Regions from separate parts of the Ovis aries genome. Here region 1 is linked to region 2. Evidence: chromatin contacts called from public Hi-C data. All regions are on one chromosome and are shown on one strand. The core of a region is the stretch at or near the end of the contact, and the rest is flanking DNA. Distances in the headings are between cores, read along the strand shown. Region 1 holds the start of MRPL16 (mitochondrial ribosomal protein L16). Region 2 holds the start of PATL1 (PAT1 homolog 1, processing body mRNA decay factor).

Region 1 (2,767 bases), core at 107-2,606, 150 kb before region 2:
AGGGGAAAAATCATTTTCTGTGATCCGGGAAGACCTCAGGTCCATCCTTCCATCTTTCACACCCTTTATTTATTCTTCTCATATCTCAGTGTTAGCTGTTTGTATTCCCATCATATCCTCTCTACATAAATTCATAAAGATAGGACCACTAGATTTTCATATTTGTAGCCTCCATTGTACTTAACTCTTATAAAGAAAAAAATAGACATTACAGTTACTACTTAAATGCAGAAATTTGAGTTAATGTATAGTTCTTTTAAAATAAGTAATGAGGTAGACGTTTCAGGGTACCGAAAGACTTAAGAGTCCAATCAAGGAGTGTCTGTACTGCGGGCTTATTCTCCACCCCAAACAATGTTATCCAGCGCTCCGCTTGCGACTTTTAAATGCCTGAGCACGTGGGAATCGCCCACTTTTTGTAGAGAGGCAAGGAGAGCACAGAAGAGCTGCCCAAAATCTGGCCCAGGCCGGGCAGGTGGGGGTGGGGGGCAGTTTAACCCTTTCAGAGCCGTTCTTGGCACAGATATGAGTGGCTGCAATAAAACCCACTAACTCATCTGATACAGATTCAACGTGCAGTCGAGAAGTACATAAAACTGTGGGCAGGGAGGGTTCTCCCAACAGCTGTGCGAGATTACAGGTTTTATTGTTGCCATTTACGAAATTAATCCTTGGAGAAAGACCACGCGCGGATTTAGCAGGACTTAAGTACATTAGATATCAGCCTCGACTGGTAATCCCATTTTCCGTCTGGAAGCTTGGGGAAAGAGCCTCTTTCTAAATATGAAAAAGCTTCGGGCCCATAAAGATGACTTGCCCAATCTTCTCCCAGAATAATCGCACCGTTTTTCATTTTAACTGGATACCAGGTTTTGACATTGGGCGTTCACTTCGTTTCGGAATCGCAGACTGAGCTCAAAATCGGGTTGCACCACTTTCCCGGTGTGGGACTTGGGCAAAGTTAAACCTCTGGCCTTGGAGATGGAATCTGCGAAGTGGGTGTAAGGACGCGCTTGTTGCAGAGATTTGTTGAGGACTCAACGCCAGGACGAGGCGCAGTCAGGGCAGCGCCCGGGAAACGTTAAGGTAATCGTGCGTCCGTCGCTTTCTCCCACGTCCCGGGAGGGAGGAGGCACGAGAGGCGGTGGGTTGCAGTGAACCGCACGGCAGCACCTCACCACGCGCGCCCGGCCCGCTCCGCGCGGTCCCCGGCGGAGACAGCGCCCGTCCCCGCCGGACCCATCTCGGGACGGACCGCCAGCCCGTGCGGGCGCCAGGCCGGAACCCAGGTCCCGAGCCTCCGGTTTCCTCCGCTTCCACCCGGGACTCTCTGCGGCCTGGACCGGCGCGAACGCAACTTCCGGCCCGACGGAGTCACGGCTGGAACGGCTTGGGACGAGGCTCCCGGGCGTCGCCTTCGGCGGCCCCGCGCGCGGGACCATGTGGCGGCTGCTGAGTGGCGCCCGCGCCCCCCTCCTGCGAGCGACCCTGTCAGGTCAGCTGTCCCCTGTCCCCCAGGCTTCACTCCCACGCCCCGTCGGGCGCTCGCATCGCCGGAGGCCCTCGCGAGTGCTGAAGCGCGGGCGGGCCTGCAGCGCCCTCCGCCCCTCACGCGGAGAGACTCGTGCAGAACCGTCCGCGCGACGGGGGGTCGCCGCCGAGTCCCCGACCGGTCCCTCTCGGGGGCCGAGAGCCTCGGGTCTCCCAGAGTGGAGCCCGCGGCCCACTCAGGAGCGTCAGGCACAGAGCGCGTCAGGCCCTGGCCCTGTCGCCTTCGGGGTTTAATCTGACCTTTCTTTGTAGATTCGTGGGCAGCGCCGCCCGCCCGTGCCGGCCTGAAGACGCTGCTCCCGGTGCCAACGTTTGAAGGTGAGAGCTTATCTGTCTTCTGGTTTATAAGCCTTTTCTGTGATGGAACCTAGCGGGGGGTGGGTGAAGAGCAGGCGTTTTTTTGTGCCCCTATTCCCATTCATCCATTCAGTAGTCGTGTATTGAAGGCACTCTACGCCAGGCAGTGTTCTAAATGCTAAAATCATCAGTGGATTACCTCCCCTATGCCCTGCAACTGGTGCGAGACCCGCAGCCCCCTTCTCAGCTGCAGCTAATCGGCCTCCAATTTAGACTTCTGGTGTTTGCTCCAGATGAGGTCACGTAAGTGCATGTACCTACTGTGTGAAAAGCATTAGTTTATTAATATAAACAGCAAGGTAAGCCACAATTTGATAAATCTTACACTTTTGAAAATATATTGGAAATCTCAAAAATATGAAAGATGCCTGGACTTCTGAAGCTGCCTCATCTTGTACAAATAGCTGTGAAACTACTACACCCACGGGAGTGCATACAGCCGTGGAGACGGGAGAAAATGTTACTAGGTTTCTCTGTTGTGTGCTTGTGGTGTCTGACTCTTTTGCAACCCCTTGGACTATAGCCTGCCAGGCTCCTCTGACAGTGGGATTTTCCAGGCAAGAATACTGGAGTGGGTTGCCCTTTCCTTCCCCAGGGGATCTTCTTGACCCAGGAATCAAACACACATCTGCATTGGCAGGCAGATTCTTTACTGCTGAACTGCCAGGGAAGCCCAAGACACATAGAAATGGCAGGGGGAAGTTTTTGTAGTCCTTAAAGTCTCCTGTTTTATATTTGACTCCATCACAGACCCATGCTTATTTTACTATGGAAATAACTGTAAATGACAAGTTAATTTTTTTCCATATTGTCAAAGTGTCAGACCTGATAAAGACATAGTGTGTGTGGCCTGGGTTTC
Region 2 (2,700 bases), core at 166-2,665:
TTCCACATCTATAGAGAAAATAATAGTACCATCTCACAAGTTCAGAAGATAAAGAATCTGCCTGCCAATCCAGGAGACCCAGGTTCGACCCCTGGGTAGGGAAGATCCAAAGGGAATAGCAGCCCACCGCAGTGGTCCTGTCTGGAGAATTCCAGGCACAGAGGAGGCTGACGGCTTACAGTCCATGGGGTCGCAAAGAACGACACAACTGAGCGATTAACAGTATCACTGTCTCACAAACCGCCATCATGAGTAGTAGTGGAATCATCGTGCCATGGAACCGCTACTCTGTGAGGCAGGTATCATTAAATCCACTTTACAGAGAAATTAAGCCTCAGACACGTTTAGGTAACTTGCTCCAAAGCTAATAGCCAGTGACAAAGCACTGCCTCCCACCCAGAACTTCCAGTTCCAAATTCACAATGTCCACTCCTCAGACTCTGATTAAACTGGTCAGACTAACACGCAAGGAATTCATGCCACTCCTAAGGCGAGGCTGCACTCAGACACCAGGAGAAAGGAGCTGCGAAACGCCCTCCTTCTTAGAATTAATTCTTCGTGGTGCGACGTTAATCCTCGAGGAGAGTCCTGAGGCCGAAAGGGCAGGGCGGGCCGCGCTAGCAGAGGTTAATCCCCCCACGGGCTCGCGGAAGCACGGCGCCCCGGGCGAACGCCGCCCCGGCCTTGATCCTCTCAGGAGCTGGTGTCACCAGCGGCGCACTCAGCCTCCAAGACCGCGCTGCCCCCGGACGGGCTGCCCTTCTCCGCTCTCCCACTCCGCGCGCCTGGGGCCTAAAAACACCTCTCGGGCGGAACCTCCCTAAACAAGTCTTCGGCCTTCTTTTTCTTTTTAACGCCCTCACCACTACAGAGACATAAATCACAGCCCCGAGCTGCTGTCGGCGCAGCGGGAGACGTGCCGCTGAAGGTGGCGACGAACGCCGCCCCTTCCGAAGGCCTGAACGTCCCGCCGCCCCTCCCCCGCATTCGGCGCAAACGGCCGGTCGCGAGGAACGCCGAGCACCCCAAGACGGTGCTGGACGCTGGAAAGACAGTCTAGGAATCTCCATTTCTTCCAGCCCAAGCTGACTCAAGCCTGGGACGCTTCAACGCCCTGTCCTGTGACAATCACAAGGCTTTTCTCCGCCCCGTCGGTGACGGAAAACTCGTGACTGGAACCTGAGCGCCGGGCGAGCGCAGAGCCACGGGGGGGCGGAGCTACAAGCCCAGACCGCGAGGAAGCCCCCGACGGGCGGCGCGTGCGCAGTCTCTCGCCGCGGGACCTCCTTCCCGCCGCTGAGACTAGGAAGCGGGACGCCAAATCTGTCCCCGCGCAGCCGCCGCCGCCGGGTGCCGAGCGGGGCGGCCGCCCTCGCCGAGGCGCGCCTGCGCACGTCCCCACGCACGCCCCGGCGTACGGCGGCGGCCAGGGGTCGCGAGCCGGTGGAGGACCCGCGCGCGGAGGAGCCCGGGGAGTCGGCGCCTCTTCCCTCCCTCTCCCATTCCCCTCCCCGCTCCCTCCCCCCCCCCAGAATGTTCCGCTACGAGGTGAGCCGCCGCGACCGGAAGTGACCCCTCCCTCGCTCCCGCGCGAGCCCCGCTCTCCTCCTGTCTCTCACGCGCGTCGGTCCCGCGCCTCGGGGGGGAGGGGGCGGCCGGGGGCACCCGCGGGACCCCGCGGAGGGCGTCGGTTCTGGGGTCGCGGGTTTCAGCCGCGAGTGGCGAGCCAGCTTCGCGGGGGGGGGCGGGACCGCCCTGTCGGTGGCCGGCGGAGAGAGCTGACCTCTGTGTCGGGCTGGGGCGGGCCCGTGAAGTGCCGTGAGCACACAGCCCCCCGCCCCCGCCTCGGAGGAGCGCCGAGTAGACAGCCGTGCCCCCGCAGCCGGGGATCCCTGTGGAGGAGTCACTCGGGAAAGGCCAGAGACGCGTTTCCCGCCCTGGACACGGAAGCGTCTCCCCCTCACAAACGGGCGATCGTCGGGCCCCGGGGGCCCGGACTTGCCTTCTGACCGGGGCCGAGGACTGCTTACTGAAGAGGACTGGCGGTTGGGGAGGGGCGTGTCCCGCAGGAGTTCCTTGGGGGCGAGCGGACGGAGACGTGGGCTGGGGGAAGGTCCCGGGAATGCAGGACCCGTCGAGAGGCTTGGCGCTGTCGCTAACTCGCCGTGTGACCTCTAGCGACTCCTGATCCCTTGGACTGTTTCTGGGACTTGTAGAACGGACAGGGTTGGCCTAGGTGATCCCTAAGAGTCTCTCCAATTTGAGAAGCAGTGATTTGGTTCAGTAGACTTTCGCGATTTGCGAGTGCTTCGAGAAGTTGCCTCTGATGTGGAGGCTGTCGCCTGCTTGTTTCGTGTTGAGTTTGGGAGGACTTAAGATGGGTAGACTGGCCCCTGAAGCTAACTTTTCGTTTGGGAACAGCCTCGCTGAGAGGTGGTCAGTCAAGGTATATCAGAAATGTGCCTGCAGAGAGCGCGTGGATTTCCGACCCTGAGTCTTTGGAAACTGTGGACACATAGACCTTCTATTTGATAGGAATGGCTCAAGATCAAACTGGCTTTATGTAAATATGGAGAGAAGCGATGAGATGCAGTGGCAAAGTTCCCAAGAAAACTTGGGAAATTAATCAGTTGAAAAGTGAAATGAAGGGGGAGGGAAGGGAGTGTTTAGAACACACCTAGGTTGTTATGTTGATATCTA

What was found. Hi-C and Micro-C count contacts between places; a contact is called where the count stands out from the background.
Region 1: a Hi-C map of liver shows a contact between it and region 2, with 2.1 times the contacts expected there. The contact joins the promoter of MRPL16 here to the promoter of PATL1 in region 2. A contact is called at or near these places in 2 of 16 Hi-C or Micro-C datasets (liver and tail adipose tissue).

The regions. Positions count from the first base shown.
Region 1 is chr15:81,579,850-81,582,616 of ARS-UI_Ramb_v3.0, reverse strand. MRPL16 (mitochondrial ribosomal protein L16) reads left to right here and starts at 1,356. Exons shown (of 4, transcript XM_027979824.2): 1 at 1,356-1,495; 2 at 1,804-1,869. The coding sequence starts at 1,441.
Region 2 is chr15:81,433,448-81,436,147 of ARS-UI_Ramb_v3.0, reverse strand. PATL1 (PAT1 homolog 1, processing body mRNA decay factor) reads left to right here and starts at 1,415. Exons shown (of 20, transcript XM_060400157.1): 1 at 1,415-1,548. The coding sequence starts at 1,534.